Linked DNA regions of Mus musculus: regions 1, 3 and 4 are each linked to region 2. A link is a contact called in public HiChIP or PLAC-seq and promoter capture Hi-C data. All regions are on one chromosome and are shown on one strand. Each heading gives the region's core, a stretch centred on a gene start, on an enhancer-like site or on the middle of the called end of the contact. The rest is flanking DNA. Distances are from core to core; before and after follow the strand shown.

Region 1 (6,182 bases), core at 2,386-4,885, 320 kb before region 2:
CAAGCTAGAGAGGCAGGCCCTTGTCAGGGTGCACATCCACCCAGGCTCACTGGCTTTCCCTGACTTCTGGGAGAGGCTGTGTGAGGAGGGGAGCCCAAACACAGCTGCCCGCACTTAGAATTCACAGCTCTAACGGGTTTTGTGATTTGGGATGGCCATTATTTAGAGGAGCAACTTAAACACGGTGGAGAAGTCTTTGGTTTTGGGGGGGGTGTCGAAAAAAACCCCATTTATTATTATTATAAAAACAACATTTTTACGGGCCTGGAGAGATGGCTCTGTAGTTAAGAGCATATACTGCTCTTCCAGAGGGCCCGAGCTCTGTTCCCAGTACCCACACCAGGCGGCTGTAAACTGCCTGTAACTCCAGCTCCAGAGGCATCCAATGCTTGCAGGCTTCAGGGGTACTCACACTCAAATGCATATATCCACGCGCACATAATTAAAAATAATAAAGATAAACCCTACAATAACACTTTATTCTAATTAGCTCACAAATAAAAGCAGCGTATACACAGTTCAAGAAAGTCTCTCAAACACCTCGCGCTCCCAAACTGTCTCTCTGAACCCGCAGGGCTTTGCCCAGGGTTTCACACTGTCGGTGTCAAACTGCATAATTTATGCGTGGTTTGTTTCACGGTTCCGCTACTTCAACATTCAGAAAGTTGGATTCACTTATTCACCACAGAAAAAAAGAAAGAGAAAGAAATTATGATGGAGAGAAAATAGAAAAAGGAAAATTAGCTTCCTGTCTACTTTCTTGACCCATGGGTCTTTGCCTGCTTCCTCACTGACTGATGCTGCCTTCTCTCAGTCTCCTTTATAAATGTCATACTGTCCACACTTGCCACTACATGTGTGCATGTGAGTACACACACACACACACACACACACACAGAGAGAGAGAGAGAGAGAGAGAGAGAGAGAGAGAGAGAGAGAGAGAGAGAATATATTCCGGGAAAGAGTCAGAAGTGGGAAGAGTTCAGCCTGGACTTGGAAGAGACCAATATATGAAATGGAGGAGAGGTAACCTCATGGCAAATACAGAATAGAATAAACTGGTTCTATCAGTTACAAGCTTGTCAGGGAACAAGCCCAAGCTTATGGCCTAAGCATTTATCCATATATAAAAAGCCTCCAAGTTATGGGAACTGGGGCCTGGTGAGAACAGACTGTGATTACGGTCTAGTGTTGTATGAGAAGGGAGTCTCTTCTGAGGGATTGTTCAGGACAGACTGGCCTATGAGCATGGGATTATCTTTGTTGTTGAAGTAGGGAGGCTTATTGTGGGGAGCACCATTCTGTGATCAGGTGGTCCTATGTGGGGAGCACCATTCTGTGATCAGGTGGTCCTATGTGGGGAGCACTATTCTGTGGGTAGATGGCCCTCTGGTCCTGTGTGGGGAGCACTATTCTGTGGGTAGATGGCCCTCTGGTCCTGTGTGGGGAGCACCATTCTGTGGGCAGGTGGTCCTGTGTGGGGAGCACCATTCTGTGGGCAGGTGGTTCTGTGTGGGGAGCACCATTCTGTGGGCAGGTGGTCCTGTGTGGGGAGTATCATTCTATGGGCAGGTGGTCCTGTATGGTGAGCACCATTCTGTGATCAGGTGGTCCTGTGTGAGGAGCACTATTCTGTGGGCAGATGGCGCTCTGGTCCTGTGTGGGGAGCACCATTCCCTGGCAGATGTACACAGGGCACCAGGCCAGAGTGCTGGCCCTGCAGGCTCTATACTAGTCAGGTACAGCTGAGATGCTTTCTCTCTCTCTCTCTCTCTCTCTCTCTCTCTCTCTCTCTCTCTCTCTCTCTCTCTCGCCCAGTGTGATGACCCCAGCTGTGCCTCCACTCCATGAGGTGCTGCAGAATTCTGGATATGGTAGGACCAACTGTCCAAGGAGAGGAGCATAGCTCAGGGCTAGGTGATACTGCTCGGGCATTGCTCCACATAGGTTCAGAGTAAACAACTGGGTGTCCAGACCCCATAGGGAAGCTCTTTGTTACATCTGAGTTACATCCTTCCACACTCATAGCATCCATATTTCCCTTTCTACCTCTGCTCTGCAGGCAGGTGACTGCAAGGTGGCAAGTGGTCCCTGGCCACTGACCGAGTGATGTTCCAGGCTCTGATGGGCCGTGATATCTTAATGTGCACTGGAGCTCTCCTTTGCTGGACAGAGTCTAACTTCATTGCCCTAACCCTGGGAAGTCATGCTAGAGTGGGCTATGGGGCACAGACTGGGAGCTCCCCAAGAGGGCTATGCCCAGGAGGCTGACCTTGAAGCCAGGCAGGTGGAGGCTCCCATTCCATGTACTTCATGGAGTTTTCCAGATAGGACTCACCTTCTATGATCATTCACCATCATGTCAGTTATAGGACTGGGAACTTGGTGTGCCTGTCAGTCTAGGACACCAGGCTCAGAGACAGCAGCTAACTTATTGGAGGACACACAGCAAAGGAACCTAAACATATTTACAATTTAATTATTTGAAAATGTCATACATTTATACAATGTGTTTTGAGTACATTCCCAAAGGCGAGTGACTGTCCCTCCCTCAACAGATGTCAACTTCCAACATCTGCTTTGCCAAAGGTGGACCTTGGGGGCCCCTCTGCCATCCATGTTGGAATTTTGGCCAGTTTGATGCTGTGCAGGTGACCACAGTATGTGTGAGTTCATGAGTACAGTATTTACATGTGTCAGATGACAGCATGTCACAGTGCCCCTCCCCAGCCTCTGACCCCTCATCCTCCATGTCCCTGAGCCTTGGGTGGGGCAGGCTGATATGGATGTTGCGTCCCCAGCTGGACACACAGTTAATTACCTATGCCCAGTATTTTGACTAGTTATGAGTTTTTACTACAGGGATTTCTGGTTATTGATTTTTTTTTTCCCCTGGGAAGTCCTAAGTGGCTAGCACGAACTTGGACTGGGAAACCATCCAGTCAGGGCTAACCAGGGAGAGCTCTGAGGGACCTCAGACCCACCAGCTGAGCTTTCTAGCTCTCCATGGGTTTGGATCCACCCATTGTCAACTCTGAATCCCAGGACCCTGGCGAGCATCTGGGGAGTTAGGAGCTGGCTGCTTATGGCCAGCTAGAACCGTCCTCCTCAGCTTTTGTCTCAAAGTTTCTAATGTGTGGCTGGCGGCAAACTTCACATGGAAGCACAGATGGTCCAGCCTTATCCTGCTAATGAAAAAGTCCGCATACGGCTACAAAACCAGACACAATCATCTGTTTTCCAACATTCTGAAAAAGTCTACAGAGGTGTAAGGTGCTCTGCAAATGAGGATAATTAGCTTGTGCCATCTGTGGGGGAAAAAAATAAGGACCCCCCTGCCTCTGACTCCACCCGATACTCCAGGCTTCCCAAAGGTGGCAAGCAGTGAGCTGCTGTGGAAGTACTGCCCTTCTTAAGATACTAGCACCACACTCCTCTGCACTTTGTGGGTATAAAACGGGGAGGTGATGGCCCATTCCTGACAGTGTTTTTGGACAGCAGGGCTCTGGAGTGGCTGGCAAGCCTTCTGGGTGCCGTGGTCTGTTAACTTAGCCTTGCGTCTCCTCCCATTCTCTGAGCTCTGACTCTGAGCTTGCCATGTGCCAGGTGGAGGCTGTCTGCCTGCCAGTGGAGCCTGCCGCCTGCAGGGAAGCAGGCAGAACCAGGCTCAGCTTGGCCGTCCAGCCCATCTGCTGGGGAGCAGCCTTTGTATAACTTTCATTACTCATTGGTACCGATGTAAAAATACTGGAACACCTCCGGCTATGGTGTTGTAGGGGAAGGGGCTGGAGGCTGAGCTTGGCTGGAAGGACTTGGGCCAGAAGGGATACAATGTTTCCATTGAAGCTTTCAGGATTAGAATAATTGGGCCTGCTCTCCACCCCCAGGCTCTCCTGTCTGCAGGATGGGAATATGATGGGGAGTAGTTTCAGACTTAGTCAAGGGAGTCCAGGTTGGGGAGGAGGGCTTCATCCCAACCTTGTAGGAGGTAGGAGAGAGTACAAAGTGTGTTGGGATGGAGTCTGGGCCAGGTTGAAAATGTGCACTCGGTGCTGCAGGGAGAAAAGCTGTGAGGCAGAATGCCCCAGGGTGCCAGCACTGCCACCTTCCTGTGAATCCACATGTGCTACCATCAGGCTTCATCATTTCGGGAACAAACGTACCCCACACACCTAGGTCAGGTCCGGACCCAGGAGCAGCCTGACCCAGGGAAGAGGGACAGATTCTCAGAGGAGGGATGGCAGTAAAGGGTGCCCCACTGGAGAGTAGGCAGCCCATAGCTCGAGAGTCCCCATGGGAATAGCCAAGGTCTCCTCCCAAGGCTGTGGGCTATCATGGAAAGCTGATACTGGCTGTCAGGAGAGCCTTCAAGGTCAGCTTGATCTGGATCAGGTAAATCCCTGACCTGTAGAGGGCCAGGAATTTGGAGCTGAGAAAGCCGTGTCTCCAGCTCGGAGTGAGAGCCTGGCATTCTGCGCTGGGAGGGTTTCTCTTTTCCTGCTCTGTCAAGCTCCTGCATTCTCCCACTGGGAGGCCCCTGTCGGTCCTAGAGCTGGCCAACCCCTGTGGGCTGTGCTGTGGGCCAGGGAGGAATGGAAGATGGATAAGCATGAAGGCTGGACAAGGCAGAGAGAGGCGCAGTGGGAAGGGGCCAGCAGGCCTCCTCCTTCCTCTCCCTCCTGGGGCCCTAGGGTATTATCAGGGGAGCACTCAGCTCTTGTGTCTTTCCTGAGAGGGTCTCGGTCTCACTGAGGTCCAGGGACAGTGCTGCTGCATCTGATCACCCATCCCATCATGACACGCACTGCTGGGAATTATGTGTAATTGCCAGAGCTGGGGGGTTGGGTGAGGTGAGGCTGGGCTCTGGGAGACCCTCTGCAGCAGGTTGGGAGGGGGCTCTGCACAGATCTCTAGCAATGCTTTGAGAAGCTGTGATGCCTTGAGGAGGGAAGGGGAACTAACCTGAGTCGTCTCTGTTTAAGGCGTTTCCACACAGGCCAGCTTCCATATAGACTCCTCAGTCAGCTTAGGGGGGGCTCTTCCCTCACTAAAGCCTTGCTGCCCCAATCCCCACAGGACCACAACCCCCTATAGTCGGACACTGTCTAGGTCCCCTCCTGTGACCTGCAGCCAGGCCATAAGTGTCCATGTTGCAGAGACCCCCATCTTACTAGAACATGTTACATTCAAACACAGTGCCAGCTGCTGCCCTACTGAATCACCTAGGAGCCTAGATTCCCCACTGAGCTGATGGTTTGACAGCACAATGTTATTTCTATTCAAAGCAGGTATTGCAATAATGTATCAAATCCACCAACCACTACCAATTTAGTGAGAAGTAGTTCCCAGGTTTATAGAGCAGCCCTGCTAGGCAGGCCTCCTGTGTACCAACCTCTCGGGGCATTTCAGGACAGGCTGAGCCCTTGTTACACCCACTTCATTTTCACTATACTTGCCTCTTCCTGGCCTCAGCATGCTTGGAACTCCAGGAGTAACATCTGGCTCACCCACAGAAGAGGATGGGGCAGGGTCGGGATGGGATATGCTAGGCACTCTACTCCGATCTCAGTGATCTCCTGGGGCTGACCACTGACCCAGGGCAGTAAGGAGCATCCTGAGAGAGACGTGGACCCAGGGCAGTAAGGAGCATCCTGAGAGAGACGCGGAGGCAGATTCTAAGCAGTGGAGGTTACACGGGGCAGAGGCTGTGCCTCAAGGTCCAGACCTAGCAGTGGGCCTTGCTAATGACGGCATCTGCACCACGTGTATGACCCAGAGGAGCTGCTAAGGCATGGCTATTACAGGGGCAGAAGTATACCCCCACCCCCATCCTCATGCCTGTGATCCCTTCACACCTGTCAGGACTGGGGGTTCAAGGGAAGCCTGCCATGCTCCTGGGAGCACAGACTGAAGTATCTCCTAGAATGGACTCTCTCTACCTTCATAATAGGAGCAAGTAACATCTTCCAGGAAGGCAGAGGCCCAGATACTGGCTGGGAGGGCCTACCTCTGGCAAGTGGGGTATTGAGTGAGTGAGGGACTTCTCCATCTTCAGCAGGGGTGGATGTAGGGTCTAGGGGGTGCTGGATAGGGACCACGGTGTCCAGGAGCTTGAAAGATCCTCAGGACTTGGGCACTGACCAGGCTGGCCTCCATTCCCAGGCGTGTATAAAAGTGGAGGT
Region 2 (5,641 bases), core at 2,193-4,692:
CTGGCATTGCAATGTGATGTTGTCTGTGATGTTTATACCTGAGAACCATACAACCAGGCCAACACAGACACACATGAAAGAAAGAAAGAAAGAAAGAAAGAAAGAAAGAAAGAAAGAAAGAAAGAAAGAAAGAAAGAACGAACCTCACAATGGTTCAAGTCTAGGATTTTATATCAAAGTGAATTCACAGGCACTCTTGAGCCAGGCAGACCACCGTTGCAGGTTAGATGTGCCTAGACCCTGCATTCAGTGTGCAGAGAAGAGCTTCCACACACCTGTGCACACCTGTTCATAGACAGCTGCTCTGTTTCTTAGAACATAAACCTTCTTGGGGTGGGGAGGGTAGTCAATAGCCTTAGGACTTCAGAGCCAATATGGAAATTCACCTTTTATACCTGTTTGAAAGCCCACTTCCCTGTCTCCATGAAAACAGTTCAAACTTCTAGGAAACTAGAGGTCACGAGCCAGAGCTCTTAGACTGTAAACCCCTAGAACCCAGCTTCTTATCTCCTGCCCTATGAAACCAAAAAGAGCTTAATCAGTTTGTCTGGAAAAGGAAAACAGATAGGCTTGCAATGAGTTTTCCAGCCATCTAGTTCCTTCTGCCCCCTGCACACCGCCATTCCAGAAGCTCATGGATACCGTTCCCCGTGGGTTTTTCTGTCACTGGAGGGGCAGTCGTGAAAGCCACATGCCACATTTGTGAGCAGAACGTCTGTGGGCTTATTTACCGAGCTCCCAACAACATCGTCTGCTTTGTCACGCATTTCGAAGTGGGGATAATTTAAGAGTCCTGCATCTCATACATAAAAATACTTAGAAAGGAAGTCTCCCTGCACAGCATTGGGTGACAGCGTTCCACCCAAATTCTCATTTGTCGTACAGGAAATGATTCACCTCAGTCCAAAATGACAGGCAGGCCTCCCGAATCATTCAGCACACGCAAAGACGGCCCACCGGAACCGCATCGATTTCACAGCCATCTCTCCGCAGAGAGCAGTGTTCCAAGGCCAGCCAAGCCTTCCACTTCATCCCTCCACCCCTCAAACACCCCACACTACCTTTGAGTAGTTTCTCTCCTTCCAGGACATTCGGGGAGATCAACGCAGTGTAGCCTTCTTCGGAGAAGCCAGCCTTACAGGCCTCTCTGACTGTAAGATCCTCACGGTGGGCCTGGGGATGGAAAGGAGACTGTTAAGCCAACCTAAGTTCACAGCAATGTAATCCAACCTACATTTGTCATGGCCACCTCACAAGCCTCTGCCCACGAGCGCAGGTAAAGCACCATCCCCACCCAGAGGTGGGGTGGTGATCCTCTGCTCTCTGGGGGACTTCAGGTTGTATTGGCCCAGGTTTGGAGGAGTTTCCCCGAACTGGAAAGCCGAACCTACTTTTATGGGAAGCACAGGGTTAGCTGATGCCTAGACCAGGTACCAAAGGGGCCGTATTGGCGAATGGCAGGGGGAAAAGGCAGAGAGGTTCCCAGAAGTGGGCAAGCAGCAGCAGCAGCAGCAGCAGCAGCAGCAGCAGGAGGAGAAGGTATCACCAGTCGTTCACCCATCCACAGGCAAAGCCAGGCCCGTGGAGAGAGAGGGAGCTCTGCTAAGAACCATCTCTCCAGGCTGCAGAGCTCTGCCTTTAGGCTAGGTGAGGAGGAAGCCTCCCTCTGCAGGCCACAGGGGTGGAGTTCCAAGAAAGGGAGCTGGCAAATTCAGTGATTCCAGGGCTGTTTCCAAGCTGAGCGGATAGTGACCAGTTCTGCCACTAGGCTGCAAGGAGGCAAGGTCCTCGTGTGTGTGTGTGTGTGTGTGTGTGTGTGTGTGTGTGTGTGTGCGTGCGTGCGTGTGCGTGTGCGTGTGTGTGTGTGTGTGTGCGTGTGCGTGTGTGTGTGTGTGAAGTTCACCCACACAAGGTCCTGGACTCTTGCTCACTCTGAAGCCCCCATTTAAAGCCTCGTCAGGAGAGCAGAAAAGACCAGAAGCCTCTAACAGACCAGAAGGGTTTTCTGTTCCTCTGGAGTCTGCATCTTTAGAGAAAGGAAGGCAATGGGCAAGGGGTTCCACCCAAGCTGCCAGGAACCAAGGGAGATAGCATGTGTCCCCACTAATCCACTCCGCTAAGGAGAAGAAGGCGCACCAGGCTCCGGATCCCTGGTGAGCAAGCTCCGGGAGCCGGGGGCGCAGCCAGCACCCTGCAGTCTCAGCTTCGCGGGCCGCCAGAGCGGAACGCGCCTCCCTGCCGGCCGAGTCCTCCAGCTGCGCGCAACAGCTCCGCCCGGGTTCCGCTGGGAGGCCACCCGCAGCCTGCAGCCTGTAGCTCGGGCTCGAGTACCCGGCCCCGGAGGCTAGGAAAGGGAGGGCTGGGTCGGGGATCTTCCCCCGGCCAAGCTCAGAATGACATCTGGTTCTTGGGGATCGCAGCTCTGAAATGCTCTTGCAGCCCGCGGGAGACAAAAGTCGGCCGGGAAAGTTTCTGTCCCCCCGGGGCGTGTTCCCCGCGCAAGGCGATGGTCCGGTGGCCTCGGAGCAGCCGGTCGCCAACCCTGGTTCATCGCAGAGAATACCTCGGCGTGGCAGCGAGCAGGCCACCGGACCGATCGGCCACGAGAGGGGGTTCAGGCCACTCGGTCTCCGCCCAGGGTCGCTGCGGGAGCTGCCGCTGAGCCGTTCCGAAGACCCGCAGCGAGCTGGAGTTAACCGAGGGAGCCGGCTGGAGACCGCGCAGAGACTGTGCGGAAACAGCGAGTGTGTCCAGCTCCAGTCCCCGGGCTCAGTGCCTCGCGCTCCCGCTGCGCCCTCCTCCCGATCCCTCTCTAAGTCGGGAGGACCTGCTAGACCCCGCGGCTACAACCCGCGCCCCTTAGTCGCCTCCGCCTCCCACTGCAGCCGAGCTCCGCGGCACCCACGGGACCCGGGAGAGCGCCCCGCGCAGCCGACCCGACCCGGCGCGCGGCTGGAACTCGGGATGCGCGACTGCCGGGCGGCGGAGGCGAGTACTACACTACGGAGGGCGGCCCCGGAGCGCAGATCGGGCAACGAGATGGCACCTAGGGTCCCGCCCGCTCAGCTCCGCGGCTCCTCGCTCCGATAGCGAGCGGCTTCGCGCAGCGCGGGCGGCGGTTTGAGAAGACCGGGAGACACCAGCTAGCCCCACGGGTTCCCAGATCGCCTGCGATCGGAGAGGCGGCAACTTACCCGGAGCGCGCCCGAGAGCCCGAGCAGCAGCAGCGGCAGCACAGAGCCTGTGGTCATCGTCCCCGCCGCGCCGCCCCGGCGCTCGCCCGGTGCCCGGCTTCCCTCGCCGCGGCGATGCTCCGCCCGCGCCCGCCCTGCTTTTCCCCGCACTTGCCGCCCGGGCTCCGGGAGCCAGGCCAAGTGGGCCGGCGGCGCGCTCCCTCCGGCCGGTGCGTCCGCCGGCCTCGCAGCCGCCCGCGCCTCTGTTCCGCGCGCTCGGAACTGCAGGTGAAGCTGAGCGGCGGCCTCGCCGAGGCCCCGCCCCTCCGGCCGGGCCTGACGCGGGCCTTAAAGGAGCCGCTCCCGCGCCCACTCGCTCAGCCGCTTGGCCTGGTTGCTCGCTGGCAGGGCGGCCTCAGTCCCGTGGGACAACTAGAGGCCTGTATGAGCAGACGAAGCCAGGGAGACTGGGTTTCTAGGAGCAAAGACGGTGTGAACCAAAGAAGACTGTGTAGTCTCTGCCCAGCAAGTTAGATGTCCTTTGTAGATTGTGGGACCCCTGCTTGTGATCACACCGTGATGTTAGGTCAACTTCTTTTCAGAGCCCACAGTGAAGAGTGGACACTTCCTTCATCCCTGTGTCATCTAAGTCTCCGGACACAGGCCTTTGTGATGGCCTCCAGCCCTCTGAACAGCTCAGGGATCGGAAGAGAGGGAGAGGGGAGGGGTCACTCTCCAGCTGGGCTGGCTCGGCTGACCCCTTATAGTGTGGGCCTGGCTCTGGCTATCCTCCAAGGTTTGGGAGGATTCCTACCCATTCCTCTGTGTGTGCCAAAATGTAGTTAGGTCTTCTGTATAGGCAAGGAAGAAATCAGAGGCCGCGGAAGGAAGGAAGGGACTCCAGCGGGCAGAGCTGTCAGGCACGTCAGCTCCCTGGGCAGGCCAGCTCCATTTGCTTCGCATGGGCAATTTCCAACCCTGACTGCAGGCATTTCTTTAAGCATCGTATCGCTCTCGCGGAAAAATAAGGGCAGCTTGGACTGTGAGTGAAGGCTTCCCCATCCCTCCCTTGGCTAAGCAATGTACAGAAAAGTGGAGTGTCTGCTCAGATGTTTTTCAAATGTTCTTTGTCTCTCTTCTGAGAAAATCTGTGTCCAGAATACAATAGTTCTGGTTTGAGAAGAGTGAATTAAGTTGCCCCAAGGTCATAGTTAACTTGGACAGAGAGACCTTTTCTTCCTTGCCCCCCCTCCCCCCACTATGGTGGATGACACCCTAGGTCTCCTGACTAGTACTCGAGCCATGGGAAATCAGGGTAACCCAGGGTGCATAGTGGGCTCTGTCCAGAGGTATGAGACTGGGTTTAGCTTGGACCACCAAGTATCTGAACACCAAGCCTGTGCCAACCTGGCCCTATGCCACAGACTGTCCCAGTATTGGCCTGCTAAGGAATGAGAGAGGCTACTAACTTAGCATGGCTGGCTGGGCAGTCTTCAGACTCTTCTATGTCCTTCCCTGGGGAGACAAAGAAACATTCACTCTTGATAGAGAGGTACCCAGACCAAAGCAAGACTTGAGTACAGCTTGGCGAGTCGGTGAGCTTACTGGGGAGGTGAGAAGGAATATGGAGACCTGGAGGAGACAGCTACCCTGTAGATTCAGACACACTGTACAGTCAGGGGGAGATGGCAGCAAATCCTTTTGGAGAGTTCTGTTCTGCTTCTAGGGCACATGTCCCTTAAGGAGATGCCTCCCTCCTGAACATACTTCATCCTGCCCACATCAGCTCCTTCGCTCTTCTTGTATTGAGATGCCTCCGTGGGGGCCACTCTGTGTTCTTAGCCCAGACCTAAGGCAACAGTAAGTCACCTGAAAGAGCCCCTCCTCTCTCCAGCTTAGGTTCTGAGAAGACAGCCATGTCAACTTGAGGGACAAGCCATGGATCTGAGGAAGCAGGTGCCTCCTCAGCACACCTCACCCTTGCCTACAGTTATCTATCTGAGAGTTTTGGCCCTCCAGACAAGCACTGTGACTTCCTGATAGAGCTTACTATCCTAGCATTAACCAGCCCTACTGTGAGTATAGAAGGGTTGTGTAATTTAATCTGCCCCAGGTGTGCACTCACAAGGTTCCCTTTATACAGCCGGCAGAGGGAAGTTTAAGGTTCACTTATTAAGAACGGGCTCCCAGCATTAGCACACAGACCCCAGGGCCCATGCACGGGCAGCATTCCCCAAACTTACTTATTCAAGTCGTTGACTTAGGCTTCTTACAGGAATCCACGTTTCTAAGAGCATGGCTCAGAAACGTTGCAGTAACCCATGCGAGTCCAGCAGAGAGCATTGCTTTGTCAGGCTTGTTCTGAGTGAAGCAGAGAGGGCGTGCTGAGACAGGCAAATACAAAGCGGCTCTTTCCAGGGACTGTCCTAGCCTGTTTCTTATAGTCTGGCCAGCATGACCAAGGGAGC
Region 3 (6,017 bases), core at 3,177-5,676, 360 kb before region 2:
TAAGGAACTCTCTGCTGTATCAATATAGCCAGTAGGGCAGTCAAGAGAGGGAACATTTTCTGCGCAGACAAGGGACAGTGAGTACAAAGGCCCACTTAGTTCTTTCTCAGGACTGATTAAATCACAAAATACAGGGCAGCTGAGGTGGGGGACGCTGCTTTCGCTGTCTCCCCGAGGCTGCAGCGGGGACAGCAGAACCAGGACACTGTAAATTATAGGGATGTTTCTGGGGGGTGTCCTGTCCTGTCTGCCCGGCTGCTCTTTCAGAATGACATCATCTCTTCCTCACCATGGGGCTAGGAAGGAACCTGTAGCAGGAGATATTTCTCATGGTGTGTGAAAAGGTACACACCATGAGAATGTCAGTTTCCCTGGGAAGGGCTGCTTCCTTCCGGGCTGAGCTGTATCCCAGGGGATTGCAATTTCAGCCATTTTTGCAGTGGGCCCCTCCTGCTGAGTGACAGTTACAGTCACAGTGACAGTTCAGCTCTGTGGGGAAGGAAAAAACCCAGTACAGGCTTGCTCCGGGGACACTCTGGCTTACCCTTCATTCCATCTCTCGGAGGTCTAGTCTGCAGGTTCTGTCTGGGGGAGAGATGCAGCCTACATTTCTGTCTACACTGCAGGTCCACCTTCCATCCTCCCTGACAGCCTGACTTCTAGAGTCGTGGTCCTCAGCCTTTCCAACGTCGTGGCCCCTTGAACACAGTTCCTCACGCTGCAGTGACCCCAACCATAAGATTACTTCGTGGCTACTTCATAGCTGTAATTATGCTACTGTTACGAATCATAATGTTAACATCTGATCTATGTAGGGTGGCTGATATTTGGGGGTCTAGACCCACAGGTTGAGAACTGGCACTCTCAAGATTCCTGCAATGCAAAGGTCACCATACTTTCTGCCTACTATGGGACGAGCAAGTGGTTCTTCTTAGTAATCTGTGTGAGTGTTAGTACCTTACTTATTCTCCTCCTTTGGACCAAACCCCTGACAGAAGCATCTATTTTGGCTCATGGTGTGAGAGGGGCCACCCACCAGGGCAGGGAAGGTATGATGCTGGGAACGTGGGGTTGCTTGAGCTCGTCTTAGCAGACTCGGGTGGGCGAGCGAGCAATCGAGCAGGGAATGTTGGGTGTCAGATACCTTTCTCCTTTTATTCAGATCAGGATCCCATGGGTGGTTCTGCCCACATGCAGGGTGGCTCTTCCCACCTCAGCTGGACCTCTATGAAAACACCTCAGAGATGAGTCATGGTGGCCCTGGGTATTTTTAGTCTAATTAAGTTGACAGTGGAGATTAACTATCACAAGTCGACTAGACACACAAACACACCATTTTAAGCCACAACAGTCAGTGAGGTACAGATGACTTGAGCAGGGCCAGGAGAACCCCTGAGGTGACTGCTATCAAATCCCATGTCTTTATCTGCACTCTTCCTAGTGGCAACTAGGGCAGATCACAGGGGTGGGCGGGGCGACCACCGAGGTGGGAGGGCCTGGTCCTGACATCACCTGTTCACCTCATAAGACATCCATTCTGTCTGCAATGTTGGTCTGAGGGCATCCTATCCCTTTAGGAACTAAAGCTGTGCTGAGTTCTGAGAATTGATCAGCACCCCGAAGGGTAGTGATCACTCAGTGGGAACTCGGCTTGTTGGTAATCTAGAAAATAAGCAAGCTAGAAGCCACCTGATACCCACTATGTCTGGGGCTTAGAGCTGAGGCCTTAGTTCTAAGACAAGTTTCCTGAGAACAGTGGAATTGCAAAAGGTACTGAGGGAGGAGGAGTCAGACGCAGACAGGAAGAAGACTGCCCTATTTAAGATGGCTACTTCCTGCTCCTTCTGCTTGTCCAAGACAAAGACTTGGTGGCTTTTTCCTGCTGGAGGGAACTATTTGGTGGGATTTCAGACCTACTGTGGTGAGAACCAGGTTTCCCTTTCTTTGTCTAGATTACCCAATCCCCTGCAGTAGCACAAAACAGTCAATTTTGAGCAGAAAGGGGAACTTGCTGCATCCCTAATCATGCAAAACTTTCCTCTCTGACAAACAAATTCAGGCACCATCTTTGGATCCCCTTTCCATTAGAGAATCTGTGTGCTTTGCTCATGCTTGTACGAGCATTATCTCCCACTACAGGCCTTCCATGCTTTTTTTTTCTGCCTTTACAAAACAAAATGTCTGTCTGTCTATCTATCTACCTATCCTGTATCTACCAACTTATTATCTATCTATCTATCTCTATCTATCTACGTACCTATTTATCTACTTACTATCTATCATCTAGCAATCATCCATCTATCTATCCATCTACCTATCACCTGTCTATCTTCCTACCTACTATCTATCATCTAGCAATCATCCATCTATTTACCCATCTACCCATCATCTATCTACCTACCTACTATCTATCATCTATCAATCATCCATCTATCTACCCATCTACCCATCATCTATCTGTCTATCTACCTACCTACTTATATCTATCCTTGTGTTTGCCCGTGTGAGTTTATGTGTAGCCCTTGTGTACAGGAGCCTGCAGAGATCAGGAGAGGGCATCCAATCCCACAGAACTGGAGTTACAGAAGATTGTGAGCCTCCGTGTGGGTGCTGGGAACTGAATCCTCTGCAAGCCATTGACTCATGGTGTTGACCATTGAGCTTTCTTTCTAGGTCCCTTCCTGCTTTTTTATTCCTAAATTGGCACGTGGGCATATGCGCCTACGCACATGTGCCCACATACCTGCACGTTACAAACGTGAAAATAGAGAAGCAAACACTTGGCTTCTACCTGGTCAAGCTATTGTGGCCATCAGCGTCAGATCAGGTGACCTCTGAAGACTCCCACCAGTGCTACTTATGATCTCTCTGCTGAGACACTGCCTGTGCCACCTTCTGCAGGACGCTGTCCCTGTATGGAGTGGTTTTGTGACAGCTTCCCCCAGTCTTGTCTGTATCTATTTCCAGGGCTCACTTTCTAGCAGGGGCCCGTTTGCATGGCTTCTTGTCTTCTCAAATATCAGTTTCCAAAATTAAATGACTTGTCCCCCAAGAACACTGCGTTTCCTCCTCCTGTCTCCAGTCAATTTGTGCCGCCGCCACGGACAACCTCCCCAGTTAACAAATTCTGAATTTTTATTAGATTCAGCTGTGGAACAGACCTCTTGCTACAAGTCCTGTTTTATCCTCCCCTGAATCTTGCCAGCAGTCAAACTTCATGAGCACGTCAAAGTGGCGAGTGGCTTTTAAAGCTCATGCTGACATCCTGTTAGAAGCTGTCAGCACTGCTGGAGACCTGGAGTCCAATTGGGAGGGACAAGCAGAGGCTGAGGGCCTGTGTTTCTGGACTGCCATGGAAGGGAGAGCTCTCTGCTTCCCTGCCAAATCTCCAAAAGGGAAAGGGGTGCCCCACGCTCTCTAAGCCAGTGCTGGGATTCTAGGCTAGGGGTCGTGTCCAACGTTTTTCACTGTCCCTCTGGGAGCTTTCCAGGGTGGCTCAGAGGCCCTGCATTGCTGTGATGTCACCTGAGATAACTGACCTATAAAGAGAGGCTTATTTTGGTTCCTGATTTCGGAGGTCTCTGTCCAATAGGCTCTGTGATTTGTGCCAATGGTGGCACAAAGTGCAGTATGCTAGAAATTGTTCACTGATACCCTAGTGTGGTATGGACGATGCTGGTGTCACCTGTACACTGTGGCCTTCAAATGCCACCTCTTGAGTGCCTCTCCCTGCCTTCCGTTTCCTAAAGAGCCACTTTCTTTCAACGATGCCAAACTAGGAACCCAGCCATCTACATAGGCGTCTGAGTGCACTTTGCTAATCCACACATCCCCCATCTGAGAAGCAAAGATGGCTGGGACTTATGGGTAATTTTTCCTCAGGACCACGGCCACTCCTGTGCATGGAAGAGAGACTGCGGGCCAGCTCCGCAGGTGCAACCAGGGAGATCATGCCATACTTTGCTATCAGCCTGCACAGCCCAGCGGTCCAGTTGGCGAGAGTCACACTCCCCCCGTGGCCTCACAGTGCTTCGCCACAGACCCGTGTGGCTCAGCCCATGCTTCATCATGGACTGGTGCGACTCAGCTCATGTGGATCATCTCATACTGTGCACCTGCATGGCTCAACCTCCTAGCTGTTCTTGCCAGGCTTTCCTGTCCACACAGCGATCTGTCCCCTGTTGGGTAGAGTGAGCACTTATGAAGAGACACACTATTCCTTCCAAGGAAAAAGCCTGCAATTAACTGGGGTTTGGGAAGAACACTCTGCCTCTGCTTCCACCCACGTTCTCATTTAACATATTTTATCAGAATGAAATGCCTTAATGAGCACGGAACTGCAGCTAATCCCAGCTGAACCTCTGCGTGTGCCAGCTCCGCTGCCCGCCCATCAAGCTGCATTCATGCTCTGGTGTGGGCTCTTGGAGCACTGCCCTGGAACACCGACAGGAAACTCAGGGGCTTCCGGCCGATGAAACACCAGAGTACACGCGGAGTAACTGTCTGCGCTCTGCGAGAGTCAGGAACAGAAACATGGTGTGGGTGCAGCTGTGGGAATGATGTAGTGTGTGTGTGTGCATGGAGTGGGCTGGCGTGCACATATATGTGTACAAGGTGGGCTTGTGTATGCATGTGTCTGAAATGGCTGGTGTGTAGGGGCCATACATTATGTATGTATAAGGTGTGCTTGTTTACATATATATATATATGTATGTGTGTGTTGTGTAGGAAGTGGGAATGTATGCATTAATTAAGTTTATGTATATGTGCATGTGTGCATATGTGAAGTGGGTTGCTATGTGTTCATGTATGCAGGTATGCATGCATGCATGTATGGGGTGGGGTGTATATATGAGGTAGCCTGCTATGTACACAATCCAAACGTGGTTCCTTTACTCTCCTCCCAGGTCTAGACACTCAGATTCCCAGCCTCACGAGCTGGTGCTGCCTGGCTTGTAGCTCCTGCTGCCTCCTGTTGTCTCCAGACAGACTTCGCCATGTTTAAGAGACCAGTAGCCTGTGCTATGCAGCCATCCCTAAAGGAAGGCCATGCACAGACCGCTCCTTCTGACATGCCGTGAGCTCAGAGAGGTCTCCAGTTGACAGTGGATCCAGGCCTCTGCTGTTTGGGAGAAAGTGGCCATCCCGGACCACTGACACATTCATGTGGGTCAGGCATTCCAAGCGTCTTGACTCCAGGCCCAGCAGAGGACAGCAGACAGCATCAATCACCACTGTTCCTCCCCAACCCCAGTGGCCTAAAGGTAGCACTTTCTGGGGGGCAGCTCTGCCCACAAAGGCCTCCTATAGTCTTGTTATGCTTTCCCTGTCTGTAGGTAGTAGGACAGAGACAGAGGGCTTAGGGAAACTGCAGTGTTTCTGAGCTCTGTCCCCATCCTGGAACACACCTTTGGTATGCAAGCAGACCAGAGCCCTCAACACTTGTCACTTACTGACTAGGAGAGTGACTTAGAACAGACCTTCCTGGAGGCTGGGGACGAATCTGATTGGCAGCTGTCAATTAATGTTCTGCTTGCAACTTATTTACAAGAATAACCCCCTCCCCTCCCCCTGCCGCAGCCACATGCTGCCTGGGCCCACTCAGTTCACACCTGTGTGCCAGAGAGCCTTTGAGATTTTGAAACTGGCCTATCTCAGAAAAATGAGCCAGCTCTGAGGAAGAATGGCTGAGCTGAGTGACACAGACCCCCCCCCCCACACACACACACACACACCCGTGCCATCCCAAACCATTTTCCTTTCCACCTGATGAGGCTCAGGAGAGTCTATAGCATTCTGGTGAATCTCTCAGACACTCTGCTGTTCCCATGGCCTCCCCTAGGCTCACGGGAGGCTCGGGTAGATGTTCTGGGCAGGTGCCATGTTCACGTTCATGTTTATAGCTACCTTCCACATGACACACAATGCAATGTTGCAGTCATGGCTGGATGTAACGCCTTCCAAACAAATTGGTGAAAGACTTGGAGAAAACCCTCCAGCCATGAGAGCAGAAGTGA
Region 4 (6,014 bases), core at 351-2,850, 380 kb before region 2:
ACAAGATCTCTCAATAAGACATGGAATTTGGTGATTAGTTTAGGCTGGCTGCCCAGAGAGCACCAGGGATCTACCCGTCTCCAGTCTCGAGCTCTGGGATTACAAGGATGAAATGCAGTGCTTGGCAGGTTTTACCTGGGTGGTACGGATCTGGACTCAGGTCCTCATGGTAGCTTAGCAAGCACATTCCTGACCAAGCCATCTCCCCAGCCCTGCACTTAGCTATAAGAGGCTACACACAGGTACATCGCAATGGTGTCATTCAGAACAGCCAGAATGTAGACACTAGAGTCGCTCAGTGAGCTGAGACACAGAAAGACACTGACAGATATGGCCTCAGCCATGGGCTGATGGTGTCTGAGGACAGAAGAAAACAGATACCTGCTTCCTGCGAATGAGCCTGAGACATGGAAGGGCATGGTGGATTCCATTGTTCGAGGCCCCTGTTGGGGTCAGAAAGCCGGACAATGCTTCCTGGGGCTGGGTGTTTAAGTTTAGTGAGGATAGTGTCAGAGTGTGGGCACGGAGAGCCCTAAAGATGGTGTTGAGAGGGTATGTTACAATTGTGGGCTTCCCTTCCCTACATAGCAAGGTCACCTCATTATCCTGAACAGACCTGAAGCGCAGGGAGGGTCAAACCTCAGGGTCAAGGAGCAGAAATGACATTTGCTTCCTGTGCCTGTCTCATCTATGGGATTGAACCTGTTCCCCATAGCCTGTCCTGGCATAGACACCTGCCAAGGCTGCCCCTGGACACAGCAGGGAGTGGGGGCTGGTGAGGGGAATGGACCAACCTGCACTGCGTCATCTTTTTCTCTGTTTGCCACTGCTCTTCGTACACCCCGTCCCCCCATCCTAAAACTGGAGAATATGTTCAGATGAGCCTGGGATACAAAAAAGGTTTTATTTTTAATTAATATTTAATTTTTTTATCTTATATGCAAGGATGTTTTGCTTTTATGCATGAATATGTTCCATGTGTTTGCCGGGTGCCCATGGATATCAGAAGAGGGCATCAGATTCCCTGGAACTGGAATTACAGCCGGCTCCAAGTCACTGTGTGGATGCTGGGATTGAACCTCGGAAGAGCTGAGTAACAGCTGGTGCTCTTAACCACTGAGTCGTCTCCTCTGCCCCCACTGTTTTTTTTGAGTCAGAGTCTCATGTAGCCCAGACGGGTCTCAAGTAGACGAGGGTAACTTTGAACTTTAGATCTTCTCCTTTTTACTTCCCGAGTGCTGGAATTACAGGCATGTGCCACCACGCCTGACTTGATGTGACACCGAAGATCAGGCATGCTGGGTGAGAACTGCCCCCTGAGCCGTATCCCCAGACTCACAAACACTGTGGAATTTTTAAGGATTATTACAGACTTCCTCCCATAGGTGACTAACTTCCCCAAACAGAACATGATCCTAGGAGAGGAGGGCCCTTCCTTCATATCCTGGCCATCTCAAGCTGTCCCCGGGACAGTTTATTAGTCAGTGGAGGAGGCAGGGGCCTGATTCAAAGTCTTTTTCTGAAGGCTGTAGCATACCTTACTCCAAACGCTGGTCTCCACCCTGTTCAAAGTCAGTCAAAATTGTTGGCCCCGCCCACCCATGTCCTTTCACAGCTCCCATTGGTTGGGTGGATACTGCGAGCCACAGGCTAACGGCTACCTGGCCGGCTCCCCAGAGATTATGCATTTCATCAACATAACCAAAATAGCTCTTTTCAAAATGTCTTCACGTAGCACACGATGCTGGAAGAAGGGTTTGTAATTATGTGTATCACGAGTCATCCCGGCTCGGTGGGGGGCTCAGAGCCTTCATATAAATTATACGAATCAGCAGCGGAGGGAGGGAACCCCACGTGGTTCTTAAAGTGATGCTTTCTCCCCACGGATGCACACGGCACTAAATCACAGCAAAACAGCGCTGGGGGCTGGCACTGTGAAGGGAGTGCTGGGCTTCAGCCTGGCCGCCTTCCTAAATGCATATGATCATCTTAATGATGTATTTGGGGGAGACATGATAAATCACAGAACCAAGGGAGGCTACAGCATGCAAATGCATTCGAAACGTTCCCTGGGAGGCATGAGTGATGGGCCACAAACACACCTGAAACCTGGGCTGTAGAGCTTATTCACTGTCAGTCCGAATCTTTTTCCTGAAGGCGTAGTTTCTAGGCCTCTTGTGGTCCTTTGTGCCTGCTAACCTGGACCCCTCCCTGCCTGGTACAGATGCTACACCAGAGGGTCTAGCAGATGTGGGCAGAACCCTTCCAGGTAAGGGCAAGTGCAAGATGCAGACCTCAGGGAAGGACGAAGCTGTGTGACTGGAAAGACAGGAGCGTTCACTGGACACAGGTGTTAGGGGACATCCGAGTGCAGCACCGTGGCCATCTTTAGCAGCCTCACGGGGCCAGGCTGGAAGAATAACAGGCAGATGAGTACACTGCTGAGTTGAATCATTAGAGGTCTCCTGTCAGGGATGGAGCTGTGCAGGCGTGGGGTCGGAGTGGGGTGGGGGTGGGGAACACTTGCATGCTCCTTCCTTTTGTTCTAGTCCCAAGGCTCAGGCCTAAGCCCATGAAGGACCCACATAGCAATTTCCTGCTTTGTAGAATTTGGACCTGGAAGGCTGTCCTCAGACTGCTGGGGCAGAAGGACAGCAGCCTCTCCATGTGGCCATGCGCTGTAAGCTGTGAATGCCTGGGTTACAGTGGTCACTGAAGTTCTGGTAATGGAGGGCTCAGCATGTCCTCACCAGCTCCTATGACAAGCAGGGAGATTGTTGGGGCAGCCACAGCTCTCTAACATCCACCTTCTAACCCACTTCCCCGTCCTAGCATTCACACTGTGTGCAGCTGAGAGTAGGCAGCACTGGTCAGGTGTCCAGCCAGGTGTGTGTGCTACATACACTGTCAGAGAGTGACTACTCAGTGGACTCAGGGGCGCGTGGATGCATCTTAGATGTCAGGCACACAGCGTCAGAACAGGAGAAAGTGAGCATGGGAGGGAGAGACCAGCAGGGTCTGATAAGCAAAGCCCTGAGGAAGCAGCCTGGACATGATGGGAAGCCGGAACGTGGCGCATCTCAGGCTTTGTGTGTGGAGGAGGGTTGGGAGGAGCCTATGCATAGACATGGTGGATCGCAGCACGGGAGATGGCTCAGTGGGTAAAGTGTTTTCCAAACACGCACAAGGACCTCAGTTCAGACCTCTGGTGCCCACTTAAAAGCTGAGTGTGGCAGCCTGCACCTGTAACCCAGTGACAGGGACAGGCAGATCCCAGGCTTAGGACCAGCTAGTGTAGCTGGAATGGCCAGTTACAGGCTCAGTGGGTCAGGGCTGACAAGATGGCTTGGAGACTCAAATAGTAGAAGGGAAGACTGACTCCCACAAGTAATGCCCACCTTCACACATGGAACATGTGTGCCCACAACATACACTACACATACAAAATCAACAAATTAAACAATTAAAGAAAATATTATGAAGAAGTAATTGAGGAAAATATCCTGACCCCTAACATCAGCTTCCAGCCTCCACTCATGCCTACATAGGCAAGCATGCCTGTACACATACATGTGTATAAACCTTACACATACATGAGTGTGCACACACACATGCACACACATGCATAAGAACTCAAACAGTGCTCCCACTGAGGGGCAGCTGTGCTCTAGTCTCTGGGCTCTGTGCACCTGTTGGGCCTCTTCTGCATCTGGTTTCACTGCAATCTCCTGCTACCTGGGAAGCAGAGTGGAAAAGAACACCCTGGGGAAAGAACAGAGCTGCAAATAACCGGTGACTTTGAGACTCCCCCTGTGTGGTGGCAACAGAGGACACCCTTTACTCAAGGCAGCCTGTGGGAGTATCCAGTGCCCTGGCCCAGGGCATCCTGAGGAGGGTCTGCCAAGAGATCTGCTGGGACTCCTTCCTGTAATCCCTGCTCTGAAACTCCGCAGACGTCACCAGACCTCTTCTGCATCCGTAGCCTTCTCCCTAAGAGGCCAGTGGGTCAGACAGTCTTGATGTTGAAAGAAGCCCTCGTTTAAATCGAGGTGATTTTCTGTGTTTGTAGGCATCAGTTTGTAAGCACGCGGTGCTGCTATTATAAGAATTAACATTTCCTACCATAAAAGAAAATAAATTTGATGTTTAAGCAAGTGGAAAATAGCATTTTCCATTGCTCTATGCCTAAGCATTTCAGCTGAACTTGGCCTCTGGAATCACCTCTATTTAGAATATCTAAGAGCAAGCAAGAAAGCTTTCTAATCTCTCGCTAGCTCTCTCCCCTGTGCACACCAGGGAAAACACTACAAGGTACAAGATGAAGGTAAATAAGGTGAGGGGTAGCTCTAGATTAGAGAAGAAAGTCTCTCTTCCTGTGTTTTCCACTCCTCAAGGGTAGATGCTCAGGTCATACACTCAACGGTGCTTCCATTTCACGCAACATTTGCTTCAGCAGACCTGGCTGCAGGAGCGAGCACTAGGGACCACCTGGAGACTTCCCTGTGTGAGCTCCCCCAAGTTTAAGTGACTCTAAGCTCCTCTGTGCCAAGGCCAGGTTAAATTGCTCACTTAACATCCTTTTGTATAGGGAGAAAAGTGGAGGTTTAATAAGTGTGGTGGGTATCGCAGATCACCAGGCAGCAGGGATAATGGGAGCAGATAAGGTTCTGACTCTCAGAGACAGAGCCTTTCCTTTCTGGCTGGGGCATATTTTGCATTTGATAATCTTGGATTAAAAACTTCAGTCATTTAAAATCAGAAGACCCAGATTCCCACTTAATTTAAATCCTGCCAGAGCCCCCTCATCATGGCCCAGGGCTAGAACTCAATCTTCCACCCTCTGGTTCCTGCCTCTGCCCTGAACACTCAGTGCAGCAGGTCCTCCTGCTCAGGGGAGTTCATGGGGGGGGGTGTTCAGAGCTCAGCTTATCCTCTGGGGACCCAAGAGCCAGGCTGCCTTTTGCTGTCTTCCTTTTTGGAGCTTCCCTGGGACAAATGTGGTCAAGGCTGGGTCAGCAGCTCCCATTGCTCAAAGGAACAGTTTGGTGGAGGCTGGAGAGTGTCACGGGAGCTCTTACTGAGCCCGAACAAACACTGCCTGGTTGCAAGATGTACGGCCCACGGCCTGTGACCTGCAAGGCAGTGACCCCCTTGGGGCCTGCTATTGTGTTTCATGGCTGTGTGCAGCACTGGAATCATGGCATCTGTGTCGGAAGAGAGGCCACAGCCACTCACTGAAAGTTCTTCCTACTCTACATCCACTACCACCACCACCACCGCAGCAGCCTGCCACATAAACCATGAACACCATTAAATCGGCTTCCTCCAGCCAGTTTTCTTCATCTTATTTAACACTGTACTGCTGCAGAACAGGCTGGGGATCCTCCACTGACGGACTGGAAATTCCAGCAGGAGTCATACAGCTGCCTTTGCAGGAAAGATTCATGGTGCTTTCTAGAGCCCAGGAGCGGTGTGGGTGGGGTTCTTGCCACAGGATTGGGGTTTCTGCACCATAAGAGGATGTCTTAGTTGGAGTTACTCTTGCTGTGATGAGATGCCATGACCAAATAAACTCTGCAGGAAAGGGTTCATTCTGCCTTAGCTTCTACATCACAGTCCTTCATCAAAGGAAGTCAGGACAGGAACTCACGCAGGGCAGGGACCTGGAGGCAGGAGCTGATGCAGAGGCCATGGAGGGTGCTGCTGACTGGCTTGCTTCCCCTGGCTTGCTTCCCCTGGCTTGCTCAGCCTGCTTTCTTATAGACCCCAGGACCCACCAGCCCAAGGATGGCCCCACCCACAATATGCTGGGTCAATCACTAATTAAGAAAATGCCTTACAGCTGGATCTTATGGAGAGCTTTTTTTTCTCAACTGAACTTCCTCCTTTCAGATAACTCTAGTGAAGTTGACATAAAACTAGCAAGCAGAGCTCCCAACACAGCTTCCCCTGACACATCTCAGTTGACCTTTAAGAAGCCACCCTCACCAGGGCTGCAGAGGCAGCTCAGTGGA

Evidence for each region. Promoter capture Hi-C pulls out the DNA fragments that hold promoters and counts their contacts. HiChIP or PLAC-seq counts read pairs in DNA pulled down with a chosen protein or histone mark.
Region 1: an H3K4me3 HiChIP or PLAC-seq map of embryonic forebrain shows a contact between it and region 2, with 4 times the contacts expected there. The contact joins the enhancer-like site here to the promoter of Cdh4 in region 2. A contact is called at or near these places in 1 of 39 promoter capture datasets (hippocampal neurons), 9 of 115 datasets of contacts at active chromatin or transcription factors (craniofacial prominence, embryonic basal ganglia, embryonic forebrain and 5 more) and 1 of 9 other capture datasets (embryonic stem cells).
Region 3: an H3K4me3 HiChIP or PLAC-seq map of neural progenitor cells shows a contact between it and region 2, with 5 times the contacts expected there. The contact joins the enhancer-like site here to the promoter of Cdh4 in region 2. A contact is called at or near these places in 7 of 115 datasets of contacts at active chromatin or transcription factors (embryonic forebrain, embryonic hindbrain, forebrain and 3 more) and 2 of 9 other capture datasets (embryonic stem cells and liver).
Region 4: a contact with region 2 is called in a promoter capture Hi-C map of hippocampal neurons, with 2.4 times the contacts expected there. The contact joins the enhancer-like site here to the promoter of Cdh4 in region 2. A contact is called at or near these places in 2 of 39 promoter capture datasets (embryonic stem cells and hippocampal neurons), 2 of 484 Hi-C or Micro-C datasets (embryonic stem cells and nephron progenitors) and 8 of 115 datasets of contacts at active chromatin or transcription factors (embryonic forebrain, embryonic hindbrain, embryonic midbrain and 5 more).

The regions. Positions count from the first base shown.
Region 1 is chr2:179,760,169-179,766,350 of GRCm38.p6, reverse strand. The region is part of intron 2 of Cdh4 (cadherin 4); the gene reads right to left. Among named protein-coding and RNA genes, the nearest start is that of Gm36066, 40 kb to the left of the region's middle. Within about 2 kb of position 3,635, at least 16 of the 459 cell types and tissues checked have an H3K27ac peak or open chromatin away from gene starts, as enhancers often do. A contact at or near this core is called in embryonic forebrain, where this site is marked.
Region 2 is chr2:179,440,232-179,445,872 of GRCm38.p6, reverse strand. It overlaps Cdh4 (cadherin 4), which reads right to left and starts at 3,442. Exons shown (of 16, transcript NM_009867.3): 1 at 3,195-3,442; 2 at 1,062-1,173. The coding sequence starts at 3,251.
Region 3 is chr2:179,798,445-179,804,461 of GRCm38.p6, reverse strand. All of the region lies in intron 4 of Cdh4 (cadherin 4), which reads right to left. Gm36066 (a long non-coding RNA gene) reads left to right here and starts at 821. Exons shown (of 5, transcript XR_003953981.1): 1 at 821-943; 2 at 4,312-4,538; 3 at 4,908-5,264. Within about 2 kb of position 4,426, at least 25 of the 459 cell types and tissues checked have an H3K27ac peak or open chromatin away from gene starts, as enhancers often do. A contact at or near this core is called in neural progenitor cells, where this site is marked.
Region 4 is chr2:179,820,752-179,826,765 of GRCm38.p6, reverse strand. The region is part of intron 4 of Cdh4 (cadherin 4); the gene reads right to left. Among named protein-coding and RNA genes, the nearest start is that of Gm36066, 20 kb to the right of the region's middle. Within about 2 kb of position 1,600, at least 36 of the 459 cell types and tissues checked have an H3K27ac peak or open chromatin away from gene starts, as enhancers often do. A contact at or near this core is called in forebrain, hippocampal neurons and nephron progenitors, where this site is marked.